Regions from separate parts of the Rattus norvegicus genome. Here region 2 is linked to region 1. The links are chromatin contacts, called in public Hi-C maps. All regions are on one chromosome and are shown on one strand. The core of a region is the stretch at or near the end of the contact, and the rest is flanking DNA. Distances in the headings are between cores, read along the strand shown. Region 1 has its middle 21 kb from the start of Ubac1. Region 2 holds the start of Tmem250 (transmembrane protein 250).

The links. Hi-C and Micro-C count contacts between places; a contact is called where the count stands out from the background.
Region 2: a contact with region 1 is called in a Hi-C map of liver, with 2.8 times the contacts expected there. The contact joins the promoter of Tmem250 here to the enhancer-like site in region 1. A contact is called at or near these places in 12 of 12 Hi-C or Micro-C datasets (the A7r5 cell line, the Rat2 cell line, Schwann cells and 7 more) and 1 of 1 datasets of contacts at active chromatin or transcription factors (oligodendrocytes).

Annotation. Positions count from the first base shown.
Region 1 is chr3:29,265,673-29,269,449 of GRCr8, forward strand. No RefSeq gene overlaps it. Among named protein-coding and RNA genes, the nearest start is that of Ubac1, 21 kb to the left of the region's middle. Within about 2 kb of position 1,964, at least 1 of the 93 cell types and tissues checked has an H3K27ac peak or open chromatin away from gene starts, as enhancers often do. A contact at or near this core is called in liver, where this site is marked.
Region 2 is chr3:29,362,937-29,366,478 of GRCr8, forward strand. It overlaps Tmem250 (transmembrane protein 250), which reads right to left and starts at 1,526. Exons shown (of 2, transcript NM_001126295.1): 1 at 1,188-1,526.

The DNA.
Region 1 (3,777 bases), core at 714-3,213:
GGCCGGGAAGTTCAGACTGAGGAGAGTCCAGCTCTGTGTCTATTCTAGCCGGACTGAGTGCCGGTATCCAGGGTCTTCGGGGTTACAAAGGAGATGTCTCAGTGCTGCTGAATGAATTTGTAATTGATTGGCTGTCAGTCTCATAAGGAGACCTGAGGGTAGTCAGAGCTCCAGCCCCAGGTGATACACAGAGCCAATCCCTGCCTGGACATGAGGTCCCACACGGGTGACCCATACCCAAGTCTCAATGGCACTGTATATCCCTAACTAGGGTCCTGCGGGATTCTAGGGTTACCATCTCCCCAGAGTTCCTTAATCACTCCTGGGGTGTCACTGAACCCTGAAATCCCCCATTTCCTCCTGGTCTAGGGGTTCCCAGGGGCTGCAGCGAAGGTGGCTGGAGAGAAGCTGATGAGGACACTAAGGGATGACACCTTGGAATGCCGCCAGCTCCTGGGGGAGGCCAGCTAACAGCCTGGTGCCAGGCCGGGCAGCTTGCGCGAACCGCCTGCGAAGCAAGCTGGCGGCTGGCGGCGCTTGGCAGGCAGTGTTGGGGGCTGTTTGCAGACTGCCGCTGACAGCTTCGCAGCTGAAATTGCCCTGGGTAAACACAGGAGTGCGTGGTGCCCACAGAAACTAGGGAGGCAGGGAACAGGAGACGTATAGGGCTGTTCTAGGGTGACTGGAGCCTTTGGGGGCTCCCTTAGTATCTACTGGCCCTATCTGGACCTGGCTTGTTCTCTGAGTCCTGGGTCTAAGCTGACACCCAGAAACCCAGCTTCCCATCCCAAGGCTACGAACCAGGAAGGCTTCACCCTCCCTTCTGTGTTTTAGGGGAATTGCTTTCCTGACCATCACACTTTGTCTGGGCTCTCTTTGAGGAACCCCTGGCCTTAGAACACTGACCAGAGGGAACCCATCACCCTGTCCCCCTCAAGGGAGGGTCCTGAGTGCTTTGGTCCCCATGTGTCTGAGCTGACATGTATGTACTTTTCTGGGTATCAGCCACTGAGTCAAGTGGTTCTGATACCCCATGTACCCCAAGACCCAGGGAATCTGTTATAGGAGCTCTGTAGGAGATGAGGTAGGGAGAGAAACAGAGAGCAGAAAGAAGAGCCCTGAGGCAGGGGACAATAGAGGAGGGGATAGAGAAGTTGTGGGCTTCTGTCCAGGCCTTGGAATTCTGTTTGGTGAACCACCCTCCTGGACAGCTCATACCTGTGACCCAGTCTCCACACCCATAGCGGCTGCCGGCAGTGTCTCAGCTCCACGGACTGTGTCCCTAAACTGGCTGCCCTCAGACAGCCCATAACTAAACGACTTTAAGACAATCGGTGGAATCCTTGGACTCTTGGGTTATTGGGAGCAAAAGCAGAGCATGTTACTGAAATATAGTCACCAACGTCGCCGTTAGAATTTTTCTGCGGTGTTGAGAATCAAACCCAAGCCCTTGTGCATGCCAGGCAAGTGTTCTACTGTTGGATACATCTCTTTATTTAAACGCAGGAAAAATGTAATGCAGGATGTAAGGATCGCGCCTTGCACATGTGAGCCTTGGTCTGCACAATCTCTCCAAGTGGCGGTCCCCAGCTTTGGGCTCAGGCCATCTCATCGCATCTTCCCCATCTGATCCTGGCAATCCAGGATGCTGCGTTCAAGAGAGTCTTCACCTTGGCTGGTGGGGCTCCCATCCAGGCCAGAGGTGTATGTGGCTGCTTTGTGGGCCACCCACAGAGAGGGCACTAACTCTCAGGGCCACCCAGTACCACAGATCTACAGGGCCCAGCACCTGCCAACCCCTGTGGAGGCCACTGAGCTGCCCAGAAAGAGGTGATAAATGCCCACCAGATTGATTATTAATAGCACAAATGCCCGTTACAGGAAGTGTGGTGGGAACGCAGCCGCCCTGTGTGGAGAGCCAGTGCTTGTCCAGCTAGAGACAGAGGCTCCGCCTCTTCCTGGAGGGACAGAGTGATTAGATTTATTGCAGGCATAAGATCGCCCAAGCACTTAGCGGCCTCCTGATCTGGTGTGAGGGGAAATGGAGGGGAGGCTGAGGTGGGCCGGCCAGTGGGGCAGCAGGAGCAGCTCCAGGAATCATCCCTTCCCCCACAGGGTGGGCAGGCCTGTGGACAGGAAGACTGCAGGAGGCCCCCAGGCTCCTCCTAGGCCAGGTACTCCCAGTCAGTAGGTCTCTCTCCTCTAGTGTGAGCTACTTACACAGGTCCCACTCTGAGCCCTACCTGAGAGCAGAAAAAGCAGCTTCAAGGAGGACCCCATGATGTGTACTAGAGTAGCAGGAGCTGCTGTGACTGGCCTCTGCCCCTGAGTGCAGGACGGAGGGAGAGGAGGGAAGAGGGGAAAGGAGAAGAGAGCGATGGGAGAAAGAAGGGAGAGCAAGGGAGAGCGAGCTGGCCTTGGGGGTTGGGAAGAGGCTCTCTACCCACTTGGTATGTGGAGCCACCTCTCTACCCACCCCGGCAGTGCTTGATACAGCAAGCATCAGTTTGGGACTGTCAGACACCAATATTCACAAATAACCAATGAGTCTTTAATTTCCATATAATGGCTGTCATACTAAATCTAAATTTAGCATTTGAGTGGAAATCTGAGTTAAAGTCTCCTCGCACAGCTATCTGCTTGGTGGCTGTACTGAAATACAAATGCAGTAAGCACATCGCTCAGAGTGGCTACGTCACCTCCTCACCTTGTACAGCTGCAGGAAGACTGATCTTGTGGACAAACATCGAAGGACTTTGGAAATCACCAGTGTCTTAGTTAGGGTTTTACTGCTGTGAACAGACACCATGACCATGGCAAGTCTTATAAGGACAACATTTCATTGGGGCTGGCTTACAGGTCAGAGGTTCAGTCCATTACCATCGAGGCAGGAGCAGGGCAGCACCCAGGCAGGCATGGTGCAGGAGGAGCTGAGAGTTTCTACATCTTCATGAAGGCTGCTAGTGGAAGACTGGCTTCCGGACAGCAAGGATGAGTTTTTAAAACCCATACCCACAGTGACACATCTACTCCAACATGGCCACACCTTCTAATAGTGCCACTCCCTGGGCCGAGCATGTACAAACCATCGCAACCTGGCTGGTGGGTGGGACTGATGCCGGATGTGATATCTGAGTATCTCAGGGACCCTGGCGATATAAGGCTCTGTCCACAATACCAGGCTGTGGATAAGATCCTTTTGGGCCATGGAAGCTTCTGACATATGCTGGGGGAGGGAGGTCCCAACCCCAGGGTGCTATAAGAGTCTCACTTGGGCCTCAACCCACTCATGCCTACCTAGCTAGCTTGGATTGGTGCTCCTAGTGGGCGGCCAAAAACTCCCAGAGATCTGCCTGCCCCTGCCTCCCCAGTGCTGGGATTAGAGGTGTGCACCACCGCACAGGGGAACCTAGCCTTCTGTATAGGTGCACTCACTATCACCCACTACTACTGTGCCTGAGTGCTGCTGTACCCAGGGCATCCTAAATGCCCATGGGACTTCCAGGGCCCATCACACCCCACTCAGGCAGCCACTGTGACTCTTCAAAGTCTCAGAGAGTTCATACAACTCTGAAGGCCTCCCACCCGTGTGCAGGCGGCCCGTTCCATGGAGATGTCTGACTGAAGCAGCAACAGGGGCGGTCCTGTTATTTCTCTGCTCTGTCATGAACTGGCAATGCTCAGAGACACCTCGTTGTGATCCCTACAGAGTGAGGAATGGACTGGAGACAGCTCGATGTGCCAGGTTCACCTCAGAGTATTGAGGATGGAGTAGAA
Region 2 (3,542 bases), core at 276-2,775, 97 kb after region 1:
CTGCAGTAAATCAGTTGCACCCCAAGGTTGCACTTATGATTCTCTTCATAAGTCCACAACCTGTGCAGGCCAAAGGTTAACATTCTACCTCACAGTGCTAAGAAAGGAAAGTGCCCTTCTCTCAGCAGCAGCCAGGGGAGAGTCCCCTCTAAGGGCTACCAGTGATAGTGCGGGGACAGTAGTGCCCTAGCTAAGCCCACTCCTTACGACTTCTAGAAGACCCCATGCACTCTGTCACTGGTTGCTTTCTATTGACCCATTACTCCCCAGTACTTCCATAGCGACTTATCTAATGACACCCTACAAGGACACTCCATGAGAATCACAAAAGGATTGGGATGAAGACAGGGTGTCCACATTGTGAGACCCTAAGGTCACCTGCTGGGCCGGAACTCTGGCATTATTTTGGCAGGTTACTGCCTCACCTCCCATTGCTCTTTCTCTGTAAATGGAGGCACCAAGACCTCTTCCCTCGGAGTTGCCTGTACACAGAAGCATCGCTGGCTTGTCTAGGCTGGGCATAGTGCCAGAGTTCTCCAAACTGGGACACAAAGAGAGGAGAAATGGCATGTGGTTCCCTGTTTCACCAAGCAAATGTCATTTGCAGCTGCCTATGTTAATTTGCAGATGGAAAGAAAAAACTAAATTTCAAACTATACGACAATAGAGACCAAAAAGTTGGTAACAGGACAGGGCAATACTGCCAACAGGCTTTTGCGACTTCCTCTCCATCAGCTGCCTTCACGCCGCAGGTCCTGAGCAAATGGCCGCCAGTGTAGCTGCGGCCGAGGCGCAGAGGGAGGAAACCTGTCCCGAGCCGGGGAGGTTTAGCTCTGTTTTACCCAGCTAGACAGGGCAATGGCCCTCATTCAGGCGTGTCACTGGACACAGCACGGAGGAGTTTGCATTCTGCAGCAGGTGTACTCGGGTGGAGGTGCACGCCATGGGGGCGGCCCGGCACCAGGTCACGCGTCTCTGCGCACGGGACTCCAGAGTAGGAGGTCCGGCTCTCCAGGGCCCGCTAACCCGGCATGTGGAGACACGGCCCTCACAACCCGGTAGGCGACGCGCGACCCCGGCCCTCAGCCCGCGTTCTCTGCGGGCGCCACTTCCGGTGTCGGGGCGCCGTTGCCGTGGAGACGGCCCTTAGGTCCGCGGCCGGTCCCCGCCCGTCCTCGGCCGCTCACCCGGTGCCCTCTCCGTGGCGGTGCCGGTGTCCGGAACCGTGCGGCAGGCCGACGGCGCTGGGGACCGGGCCTGCGGTTGAACCTGTGCCCCGGGGGTGCGTCGCCAGGGCAGGCACATGCCGCCGTAGATGGGTCGCTTCGCGCGGCCCTTCAGTTGGCCCCGGCTGATTCTGGCCCGGAGGGGAGGGCGCGCCCGGGCCGGGCCGAAGGCGTTTGTCCCAGCGTGGGAGCCGTAGTGTCGTCCCTCGGCGGCCACCGTAGCGCGGTCTCACGCCCCCTCCGCCCGCGCCAACACGGTGAAGCCTCGCAGCATCGGCCGCGGGCCCGCGCGAAACATCCAGGAATTCAACATTATCCGAGCACGCGCGCTCACGTGCGCGCGCCGCGAGCCGTCAATGACGTCAGGGTCCGCGGTCTCAGCCGAAGGCTTGACCTATTCTGCGCAGGCGCAAATGGGGGACTCTAAGGGAGCTGAGGGGTGTTCTTCTCCAAGTCAGTGCGCGTGCGCGAGTGTGGGAGGGGCTTTCTCGCTCTGGTGTGAGCGAGGTGTTGTCTTTCTGGTGGTGCGGTAGAGCTCAACTTTCCTGTGTGCCAACGGGCGCCGCTGGCACCCAGAGAACAGAGACGGTTGCAGATGAAGCGATCTCGGACTTTCGGGGCACTCACTGTGGAGCACAAGGATCCTGGAAGCGCCAAAAGAAAGTGTTAAGCTGGTGTGTCACCGGCCTAAATGTCCTTGCCTGCTTCCTAAGAGCAGGTGTCGTGGGTTTCAGCTAAAAGTTGATGTGTGTGCTTGTTGTTAGGGCGTGGAGGGAAGGTAGGTCCATCCCATGATGGACCAGAAAGTAGCTTTACAGGGTTATCCTACATTGACCGCCCTGATTACTGAAGCCCAGGCGTCAGATGCAGGCTCCCCAGGGAAGGGGAACAGACCCTTGACAGGAAAGGGGAATCTGGAGCTGGCTGCAACGCACCTTTGCACTCTATAGGGAACTCTTGGAGGCCCCAGCCCACTTGAGACCAAAAGCACCTGCAGGCTGTGGCATGTGCACATCCTGCCTGTACCGCCCACGAATAGATGTAAAAATAAGTGAGTGTGCCTTATGTTATTATATACCGTTTTAATCCAAGCACTCAGGAGGCAGAGGCAGGCAGATCTTGGTAGTTCTATGCCAGTCAGGTCTACTTAGTGAGAGGATGTCAAACATCTTGGTTCAGTGAGATGGCTTTGTAGGTGAAGGCACTTGCCACGAAATTAACAATCTGAGTTCCATCCTTGGTACCCAGATAACAAAGATGAAAATCGATGCCCTTGTGTGTTGCCCTCTGACTTCCATGTTTACACACACACCATGCGTATGCACACCGAACTAATGCTTACAGTAAATCTTCTGTAGCTGGTTGGGAAGTCAGCTGGAGCCCCTGGACTATGTAATCCTATCTCAAAACAAAAGGAAACATTCTCTCCCCTGGCCTGAGTTTCCATCACCCTGGAGTAATGATGACCTTCTGTTTTCTAAACACACACCCCTCCTTTAGCTCTCTCCTTGGCTCAGTGACACATTCCAGGGCAAAGTCGAGTTTCTCTACTTTTTCTGTCTCTCTGTCTCCTTCCACTTGTTCAGCTCTGTACCTCCTGTAAGACCCCTTCACCTCTGACTTTGTGGCTCTCTCCCTGCTGACTGCTCTTGGCCCCCCGTGGCTGAGAGCCCTCTAACCTCAGACCACTGTACACAGACTGAAAGCACTCAGATCGTCTCACTAAAGGATGCTTCCTGTCACCTCCACTCTCTTGCTTTCTGTTGCTTCTTGGAAGTGTTGGGTACCACCACTGAAGTGATTCTGGAACCCCCTCAGGACCCGAAGCCTGACCACAGCAGGGTCATCCCCAAGGACAGGACCGAATCCCAATTGTTCTGCTTGCCACAGTCCAGTCCTGCTATAAAAAATCTGCCTCGAGTCTCTCTGTCGCCTTCCACTCTGCTATCTGCCCTGGACTTCTCTGTGGTCAAGTGCTGGACAGTGGCCTGGCGCCACCTGCTGGGACTGCGCACCTGGTAGCCCAGACTCTAGGCCTACAGAGGTTGGAGGGAGGTAAACATTATAGTCCAAGCCCAGGTGTGGGGCCCGGGGGACTGAGGCCAGCTCATTTGTGTCTATAGCTGCTTTGGTGCCAGCTTGACAGGGCAGTAAAAGCTGGGTGGTGTCAGGGACCCAGTGGCCCTCTGCTGTCTGCGCTGCCTGAAAGTGGATGCAACCCTCACTTGAAATAATGTTTTCCTCACTTTGAGCTTCTGTCTTTTGTGATCTGAGTGAGGAAACAGGCCATTTGAATCCATATGAAGCACTTCAAGG